2 separate regions of the Canis lupus genome follow, and region 1 is linked to region 2. Evidence: chromatin contacts called from public Hi-C data. All regions are on one chromosome and are shown on one strand. Each heading gives the region's core, a stretch centred on a gene start, on an enhancer-like site or on the middle of the called end of the contact. The rest is flanking DNA. Distances are from core to core; before and after follow the strand shown. Region 1 holds the start of MTSS1 (protein MTSS 1). Region 2 overlaps MTSS1 (protein MTSS 1).

Region 1 (4,892 bases), core at 1,606-4,105, 81 kb after region 2:
CTACAGACCTCAAGACAGGTTTTAGTCTTCCCCTCCAGTTTACTTCTCAAATCCTTGCCAAAATAAAACAAACAACCTTAAAATAAATGCCTTCCCACAGGATGTTGAACAAACTCTACTAAATTCAAAGGGAAAGAAGTGTCAGGAACCATAAACTAGAGATCCAGCACTGAGAGGGCATTAAATACATCTTTATTTTTAACTAGAATCTTGCAGAGGGAAAAACATGCCACCTCAGCACTCACAATCCGCCCCCCCCCCCCCAACTCCACCCTCCAGAAAGCTCCAGGGCAGCCACGGGATCGCAGGTGGAAAACTTCTGAAGGGCTTTGGGTTCAAACCCATAAATGCAAAGAACCAAGACTGGATGGATTCTGGATTAAGGAACAAAGAGGGAGAGAAAAACAAAAATCCTAGATTTTTTTTTTTTTTCTGGGACTGCAGTGGGCAGAAGAACTTTTAGGTCACTGGATCCTTGTTACTACTCAGGGACTGGAAACACCCATTTCGCTTCGAAAAAAATAAAAAACACACAAGCAGGTTTACCAACCCATCTCAAAATTCTTCCCCTGATGATCAAAATGCACGTGTGCCTCAAACCAAATGTTTGATTATAAGGCGTAGAGAATTTAAGTTAACAAAAAATACCCCAGAGTCCAAGGCGGGGACACCAATCTTTGTCTCAAAAGAGCACTTCAATAAGTCAATGTGGATTGAGGGCAAAGGAATGAAAGAGGCTGTCTTTGAACAGGGAATAATCCATCTAATTCCAAGTGGCTGGATTAGAGGCATTCCTGGACAAGCAGGGTCTAGCTGAAGATAACGCTCCACGAATGTCAATTTCTCACCTCCCTTCCTCCCCCCCCCCCCCAAAAAAAAGAGCACAGGCTCTGTAGGAGGGACAAGGCCAGCATGGAGGCACCTTGGAAAAGTTCACCCTTGGGGAGATGGCACTTGATTCTAAAAGGGGGAGGGGAGAGCAAGCGTGACAGCTGAGCATTCCTTCGCTAAGTCCATCTCCCAGTCCAAACCCTCTCTAAACCCCACACTTGATCAGACAAAAGCTCCTCCGAACGCCCAGGCAGCGGCTGAAGCGGGGCCGTCCACACCCACCGGCTGTACAGCTTTCCAAACCTGCCTACTCGTTTTGGAAGCCGAGCTTTTAATTAAACACCACCTCCCCGGATCTGTTGAGGCAAACTGGGGCTGGGTTAGAGCCAAAGAGAAGCTCCCTAAATACACATGAAAAAAAAAAATCCCCCCACCGCCCCCAATTCCCACCTCCAGCCAGCTCGGGAGGCTGGATCTATTTCCTTTGGGTGAGTAACACAGGGCCCTGATCTACCTCTATGCAGCAGAAAATCCACATCCTAGATCAGGTTATCCCCAGTCCCACCCTTTGCAGGAAAAAAAAAAAAACCGGGTGTTGTTCCCCGCCCCGCAATACACACACACACACACACACACATACACACACAGGCGCGCGCACGCTTGCGCGCGCGCGCACACACACACACACGCACAGTATCTTCACGATCCGTCCAAGAGAAAACCTGGAGGCTGTGTGTGTTGGGTGGGTGGGGAATACAGTGGTTTAGGGGACCCCAATCTTGCCTTCAGACTGGGCGCCTCAGCCCGGTGGAGGAGGGTCCCCAGCAAGGCTGCTCTGGGAACTTCTGCTCCGCGCCCCCGGGGAGGGTTGAGGGAAGGCATGCACACCCTCAGCAGCTTGGAACTGCCCAATTAATGCCTAATTTGCTCAGATCCCCCCCAACTACCCCCCCCGCCCGCCCGCCAGGTGGACCCGAAAGAAGCCAAGAAGGAGGGGAGAAGAGGGGGAGCCTCCCTCGCAGGCTCCCGGCCGGAGGGCCAGTTCCCGCGGCCACGCAGAGCCCCCACAGCCCTCCCGGCCACCGCGCCAGGCGCCCCCACCCCGGCCTCGGGGGAATCAGGTGTCGGCCCGGGCACCGGCCTCCACGGGTCGCAGACACTCGGTCCAGCGACAGACAATGGGCAACTTGGAGCCGGGGCCCCGCGCCCCGGGGAGGCGAGGTGGTGCCGCCCCCTGGGACAATGAGCGCGGAGAGGGCAGCGGGCACCTGGCGCCCCCGGGGATGCGGGCAGCGGCCCGGCAGAGCCCGGGCGGCGCCGCGGGGGCGCAGGTGACCCGGGGCCCGAGCGCTCCCGCAGGTGGCGGCGGCCGCGGCGCAGGCGGGGGCCCCGGCGAGGTCAGCGCGGCCACCGCAGCCGCGCCCCCGGCGTCCTACCTTCATGTCGCTGATGATGGTCTGGAAGAGGCCTCCGAGCGCGCTGCATTCCTTCTCTATCACAGCCTCCATTTTCCCGGCGCCGGCAGGCAGAGGACACTCCCGGGGCCGCCTGGACTGCGCGGGGCCGGGGCTCGCTCCCCCGCGAGCAATCCCACCTCCGACTCACAGCCGCCTCTGCCGAGAGGCCCGAGCGCCCGAGGCCGGCTCTTCTCCGCCCCCAGATAACAAACGATAATTTAAAAAAGCCAAGCCGCCCCGCAGGGTGATTCGCCTACATGCGGCGCTCGGCTTCTGGCCTCAAAAATGCCCGGAGAAGACTGACAATCAGGCCACCACGGGTGCCCGCGACGGAAACGGCAAAGCCCATCCTGAGGCAGAGAAAACCGCTCGCTGACCCGGGGCCAGCGCCATGGAAAAATGCAAGGTTTTCTGATTTAATGATATGGTCTGAAATTAAAAAAAAAAATCGCCCCGCAGCAGGACGCGTCCGCCCGCGGGGTCCGGAGCTGCTGCTCGCAGCCGCGGCCGCCGCCTCCTTTTCACTCCTGCGCGCCCGGCCCCGGCGCTCGCTCTGGCGCGGCTCCCGGGGACGTTCCGAGGGGCGCGCGCTCGGGGCCGTGCGTCCGCCGCGGGGGCGCGGGGAGGGCGCGGGGAGGGCGCGCGCTCGGGGCCGTGCGTCCGCCGCTCGCGGGCGGGGCGAGGGAGGAGGGAGCGGCGCGTGCCCGGGAGGAGGACCGCGGGCGGCGCGGCGAGGATTCCGCCCCCGCGGGAGCCGCCCCCTCCCCGGAGCGCGCGCCGGGCACCCCCTCCTGCCCCGGCCGCGGGTCGCGGCGCCGAGGGGGCGGGCCGGCACGCGGCTGGGCGGGCGCCCCGCACCCCCCCCCCCCCCCCCCCCCCCCCCCACAATGGCTGCGAGCGCGGGGAACCGAGGGTGCACCGCCGCTCCCCGGGGACCTGCAGGGTGGCAAGCTTAGCGCAGCGCCCGGCGTATTACAGTGAGCGCTCAGGAGGGCGGGAAAGCTGCTGCTGCTGCTGCTGCCGCTGCTGCTGCTCCTGGAGCTGTCGCTGCTGCTCCTGCTGCTGCAGCCTTTTGAGAAGAAGCCCGTCCTGTGATATCAGGACTGCAACGCCAGTCACGATTGCAAACAAAATCGTAATTTGTCATTAATTTGTAATTAACGAATATGTAATTAAGGAGAGTTTGGGGGCGTATCCCATGGCGGGATGCCCAGTTCAATAAAAGTTGCAGGATGCTGGGAAAGTAGATTAATTTGCCATTGCAAAATGAATGGTATTGAGCTTTCGCATACTGTTCTTTGGCTTATGGATATTTTTGACTGCCCGTGACTTGTTGTTTTGTTTTTTTTTTCATGCCCACTGAGGGCATTGGGTGTTGGCATCACTGCAGAGAGCCCTGTTGGGAGGTTTAACGAGGAAAGCGCAAATGTACCCGAGTTGATGTGGAGGCTGGGGGCTCATTTTCATAGCTCCACTATGAAGCCTAACTGCACATAGTCGGATCCCTCATTTAGATTAAGGCCAAATAGGGACGCCTGGGTGGCTCCGCCGGTGAGCGTCTGCCTTTGGCTCAGGGAGTGATCCCGGAATCCCGGGATCAAGTCCCACATCGGGCTCCCTGCGTGGAGCCTGCTTCTCCCTCTGCCTCTCTCTGTGTCTCTCATGAACAAATAAATAAAATCTTGCTATATATATATAACATATATATACATATCATATATATATATATACATATTAAAGCCATATCGGCAAGGAAGAAGGTAATCAAATGAGCGGCTTTTAAAAGACCTTAAAACATAAGCACCTGACTCCCTTGACCCTTGAGCTGACCATGCAAAGCACAAAATAGAACAAAAGGAAAATAAGGGGAAGGAGACAGAAGAAACCATATACAAAATGCTGTAGACTTGTGTCAGACTCACTTGGTAATAGGTCAAGTTCTGGCTTTGAAAAACTGCAAGAATCAAAGAGATGCATGAACGGACAGATCACAGCCGCGGAAGATCATTTTAACCCTGGGCCATTCTGCCCAACTCTTTTTTTTTTTTTTCTGCCCAACTCTTAATCACGACCCTTCTCCATCCCTCTCCCAAAAATCATAAGGAGCAGTGTTACTTCTGGAATTAACCAATCTCTTGGACAACCCTGCTGGATCCTGTCCCCAAGGTTATTTGGATGTGTAAGTCAGTCACAGCTTCACCTTGCCAATAATAGCATTTGACTTACAATTTGCTGTCAATCGGGATCCCTGGGTGGCGCAGCGGTTTGGCGCCTGCCTTTGGCCCAGGGCGCGATCCTGGAGACCCGGGATCGAATCCCACGTCGGGCTCCCTGCATGGAGCCTGCTTCTCCCTCTGCCTATGTCTCTTCCTCTCTCTCTCTCTCTGTGTGACTGTCATGAATAAATAAATAAAATCTTTAAAAAAAAAAAAAACAATCTGCTGTCAATCATCATCATGATGGTTTTTAACACTATTGGTATTATAGTGATAAGGTCATTGTTTATAGAGCCTGATTGTACTAGGTCTAAAGTCCAGTTTGCAACCTACTATCTGTATGACCTTGGGCCAAATTAACTGGACCTCAGTTTCCTCATTTGTAAGT
Region 2 (5,481 bases), core at 1,558-4,057:
GAGAAGAAGAAATAACAGAGAAGAAAGAAGAGAAAGCAAACGAAAGAAAAAAGAAAAAAGAAAGAAGAAAGAAGAGAAGAGAGAGAAGATTCTCATACGAGCCTCAACCAAGCCAGATCCTACCACACCTCCCTCACCACCCCCACAATCCCTCCCTACCACCCCACCTAGTTCTTCATCGACTTCTCTACACTGAGCTCCTCTTTCTCTCTCCTCTCCCTCCTTTCCTCTCTCTCCCTCCTTCTTTCTTTCGTGCTAGTAGGAGCAGTTTCGGTCTTTCGGGGAGGGAGGAAGGAGCGAGCTATGAGGATGAATGGATGGATGGACAGACGGATGGATGGACAGCCCGACAGATAATTTGTCTGGTGGAAGAACTAAAAACCCTTCAGTTTAATAGCATGTTGGCTCCAATGACCCAAATATTGGAAGCTATATCCTGAACCAGAGTTTGTCCTACCTGAAGATGAATGAATTCTAATTTTACCAATAAGCATAGAGAAAAAAGAGGAAGGATAAAGAAACAAGCAGAAGAGAATGGTGAAATATCAGTCCTGGGTAAAACAGCTGAATCACTGGTAGGTAAATGTCCCCACCTCCCCTTATTTCTGAATACAGTTATTGAGAATGAGGAAACACTAGCATGGATGTCATGTTTGCAAGGCATAGAGAAATGGACAGACGGCTAAATCCAGCATAAAGGTAAAATTATTTACCTTAGTTTTCAATAAATAGCAAGTCTCAAAAGTTAAAAAGGAAATGGTTCCAGAAGGACCACTATGTAGTTTGGTTTCAAGTACTTCATATTTGCTAAAAGGCACAGTTAACTGGGAAGATGTTTGAATCCTGAAATACAGCAGGTGCAGGATTCATGCTTTCAGTAGTAGAAGTGATATGAATGGAAAAGAGGCAGAAATGGAAAGAAAGGCCTCTAAGCATAGCATGTCTTGAGTTTTTTTTTTTTTTCTTTTAATGAATCAGAGAGGATTAAGCTTTCACGCATTAGAGATTTTTGTTTGTTTGTTTACAAATGCTCAAAGTGCTTAAGAATACATCCCTAAAACCTGGGAGGGGACACTATACTCTGGGGAGAAAAACATCTCCATTTTAAACAGGAGCCCCAAATCAACTTACCCTTCACAGCTTCAGCTAATTCCCAACTTCCTTCTGATGACCCATCTTTGGTGGGTCCAACTAAGCTTTAAAACTATTAAGTCTACAGGAGTCTCCTCACCTAATAACATAAGCATTAACTCACCCAATTTGGGAATATGAATCTCTAAAGAGCCTCACTCGTCTGTGTGTGTGTGTGTGTGTGTGTGTGCGCACGCGCGCGTATATATACTCTCTCTCTCTCTCTCTCTCTCTCTCTAGAGAGAGAGAGAGAGAGAGAGTGAAAGCACACACAAGCCAGGGTTGGTGGGGAGTGCAGAGGGGAGGGAGAAGACGACTACCTGCTGAGCAGGGAGCCTGATGCGAGGCTCCATGCCAGGACCCTAGCATCATGACCTGAGCCAAAGACAGCTGCTCCACCGACTGAACCACCCAGGCACCCCGTCGTCTGTGTTTTCTCTCTTGTTTGCCCATCTGTTAAATGAGGATGCAGTGGAACCTATTTCAGTTAGCTGCTTTGAGAACCAAAGATACATCCTGTACAGTAACTCCTCGATCCTGCTATCATTCTTCTGCTCTAGATAATAAGCAAAAACAACAACAAGGGTCTCTGAACTGTACAACTGGAAGATAGAAAAAAAAATTGGTTAACACCTGGTCTTAATGAGACATCTTACCACCTGGTAAGGGATTAACTAGCCAAATCCTTCCAAAAGGAGCATTTGGCAATATAGAGCAAAAGCCATAAAAATGCTTGTGCCTTGACTTAGTGAGTGACTCTACCTGAGGACCCTAACCTAGGGATAAAATGATGCAGAGAAATGCTTGCTGCTTGCTGCAGCATCATTTGTAAGACTGGAACGCTAGAAACAAAGTATAATCAACAGTAGAGAAATGGTTAAATAAATAACTGTATGCTCCTATGAGTTTTTCTATTCTAAGAATGAAAAAATTATTACAATATGAAAATTTAAACATTAAAATCTGCAGGGGTGCCTGGTGGCTCAGTTGGTTAAACATTGGACTCTTGGTTTTGGCTCAGGTCATGATCTCAAAGTTGTGAGATCAAGCTCCATGTCCGGCTCCACACCTAGCAGGTAGACTGCTTCAGTCTCTCTCTTCCTTTCCCTAAGCCCCTCCCCTTCATGTGTGTACACACACACACTCTCTCCCTCTAAATAAAATCTTTAAAACTTTAAAAATTAAAATCTGTAGCCAAAATTTGGAGACCTTATATGTCATATGTATATTTAAAATATTATGCGTTCACACAATTATATACATGTATGTATAAACGTATACATGAAAATATAGAAAAATATTCACAGAAGTACAAGATATTGTGCTAGGTTTTTCCAAATGGTGAAAGTACAGGTGATTTTTATACGCTATAAAAAGATGAGTGCTCCGTGTCTTTGAAATTCTGTAAAAAGTTTATTTTAAAAATCAGGAAAAAAAAGTTTATGAAGTATGTGTGAAGTGTATTAAAAGTGTATTAAAAGTGTCTCACAGCTCATTTCCACGAAAACCAACTGGAAGCACATCATTAGTAGCTAATGCCTGAACACAGAGAAAGAAGGAACAGAACATGATCCCCTTAAGGCCCACAGCTTGAGTTATAGTCAGCCTGGGGTCATTTCCTTTAAGACCCGGGCACATGAGTATTGTTCATTTTCATGTACCATCATTTGTGTGTTGGCAGGTGTGGAGTGGGGGGAGGGAGAACCTCCCAAACCTCAAACCACATTTGAATGCAAAGCAGCTCCGTAGTTATACATCACTTTGGTGGTTTCCCTGGCAACCTTACCTCTGTCTTCCTTTACCTGAGCTACAGATGAAATAGCCTTGGTCCTACAAAGGTCCCTGAGATCACTGCCCACAGATCAGCTAACCATGGCAGGATGCTTACTCGCGAAGAAATCCTAATTAACATATTTATTCACACCAACTTCATTCCACAACCATTTTAAAGAAGTGAATCATGAACACATTCACCATCTGAGTTCCAAACCAATTTTCATGTTACCAAAATTGAATTTCAGCATCATCTAAACATAATTAATCTTTCTCGCTAAGTGAAAGGAAAAAGGAAATCAGGTTTAAGTCTCCAACTTTGCTAAATAGTACCAGATCTAACTGGAAAACCTCCCTCCAGACACATTGAACAAGATTTGACATCTGAACACTACAGACAGAATATTATAAAGAAACCAGTGGATCATTTCAAAAGGGATGGGGTAACTTAAGTCACCTATTTATGATTCAATAACTATCAGGGGGGGTTAAACATTTTATGGAATTTGTGTCTTCTCCCTTCAAGAATGTCTGCCTAGATAAACTGAAAAAAGTCAGGTGTGTCATGCACAGACTCACTCAACCATTAACATCTATCATGGATCTAAGTATAGCACGTCTTATGATTTTTTTTTTTTTTTTTAATGAATTACAGCAAGAAAGCTTTCACTTACTCTGGAGATTCTTTGTTTACAAAAGCTCAATGTGCATAAGAAGACGTACCTAAAACCTGAGAGGGGACACTATACTCTGGGAGGAAAAACATGGCACCATGATAGACCTCAGGGACATCTGACCCAGAGATTAGCAGGTCTCAGGTTAGCAGGTCAAATAGGGCAGAAGCACATGGGGCTCATCCACATTCAGGATGGCTACTGGAACCATGCCTCTGAGAGAAAGCAGCTACACTGTAGTATCACAAGCTGAAAGCACAACAATTTACCAAGTCAAGTTGTTGTTTTATTTTGTTTTACCTATTTTCCCCAAATCTCGTTTTCTCCACTAAGACTCAGTACGATTTTCAATTTTAAGCCCAAACCTTTGACTTATTAAACTCTTTATCATGAGTGCCCAGAAAGTGAAAATGACCATGTACATCTTACTATTTTGAGCACTCTAAGCATTTTTTTTTAAAGATTTTTAGAGATAGAGCATGTACACACATACTCGAGGGCAAGAGTGTGGGGAGAGGGGCAGAGGGAGAGAGAGTCTCAAGCAGACTCCATCCCAGGACCCTGAGATCATGACCTGAGCCGAAATCAAGAGCTGGATGCTTAACTGACTGAGCCAAGTGCCCCGAACCCTCTACGCTTTCAATGAAAACCTGTTGTTCATATTTCTAAACAGAAAAAAAACCTTCACCCCAGCATCCGGGCACCCAGTTTCCTTCTTTGGCCTGAGCCCAAGTGTGCAAAGACCTTCCCCCTTCAGGGCAGTAACACCACCGACTCTCACCCCATTTCAGACCGTGGTACTGTCAGGAGCTACTAATGTAAATGCATTCCAATTGTTCCTGCTATATTTCTCTCCTTCTCTCCACTTACTTATTTAGGAAAAAATGAAGTATTTAAAATATGTGTAATGGACAGTGAAGTTTTTAGGAAACTCTATGTAACTTGTTTTTTGAAAGCAGTCTGGGCCATGTTGAAATCTCAATTTGTCTGGGCTCTTTCAGGGATCCAGGAATCTATTCCTTCTGGGTTTTCTTTCCCTCTTTCCTCTGTGACATGGTCAAGGCCAAGCTTGCAAGCTTATTAGTCCATTAACTCAAAGGCTGGGCTATCTCGGCTTTAGTCCATTACATATTAAACAGCTGATGGTCCTGGAAAATGTGTAACAATGAATATAGCTGACATCTAATCAGCATTTCTGTGTAAATGAACAGAATAAATGATCAGATACAGGAAATCATTCTGCTGTTAAATCCATACTTTCATTATTTAAACAACCTGCAAGAAATTCAATAGCAAGATTCCTCAAACTTAAAATAGCACCAAGGTAATAATAGTATGCAGTATCTGGGTGTGACGGGAACAAGGTTTCTCGACTGCTTTAAAAGAATAAATGCCCCTGAGTTTTAAACTTTCCATATAGAATGCAATCATTAGAAAGCTATCACCCAGCACCCTGAAGGAAAATTTGTATCACCTATTTGCACTACATAAATAGGTTGTACAACTTACTGGATCATAGCTAATAGCTATTTTCCACAGTTAAAAAAAAAAAAAAACAACACTGCATCATTACACAGACCTTCTTTAAATAGAAGGAATTTATCTATATGCTCAAGACTACCTCAAACCATAAATTCATACTATTTCTCTTTTACATATGTATTATGTTATTCATCCAAATTTAAGATCTTTTAACAGAATTTTTTGGCCCTTTATTATATATCAAAGTTTCTGTGTTTAACAATTTTTACCATCAATAAAATAGGTCCTAATATACAAAAAAAAAAAAGGAATATGTATGTGTGTGTGAAGTGCTACCATTCTTCCTATCCCCATTATCATGTTTTAGCCAATTTCAAAAGTACTAAGACAATTTCTCATTTCTTCATATTGTTACAGCTGA

What was found. Hi-C and Micro-C count contacts between places; a contact is called where the count stands out from the background.
Region 1: a Hi-C map of blood shows a contact between it and region 2, with 2.3 times the contacts expected there. The contact joins the promoter of MTSS1 here to the enhancer-like site in region 2. A contact is called at or near these places in 2 of 9 Hi-C or Micro-C datasets (blood and liver).

What each region holds. Positions count from the first base shown.
Region 1 is chr13:23,207,171-23,212,062 of UU_Cfam_GSD_1.0, forward strand. MTSS1 (protein MTSS 1) reads right to left here and starts at 2,856. Exons shown (of 15, transcript XM_038555470.1): 1 at 2,268-2,856. The coding sequence starts at 2,339.
Region 2 is chr13:23,126,409-23,131,889 of UU_Cfam_GSD_1.0, forward strand. All of the region lies in intron 3 of MTSS1 (protein MTSS 1), which reads right to left. Among named protein-coding and RNA genes, the nearest start is that of MTSS1, 81 kb to the right of the region's middle. Within about 2 kb of position 2,808, at least 1 of the 20 cell types and tissues checked has an H3K27ac peak or open chromatin away from gene starts, as enhancers often do. A contact at or near this core is called in blood, where this site is marked.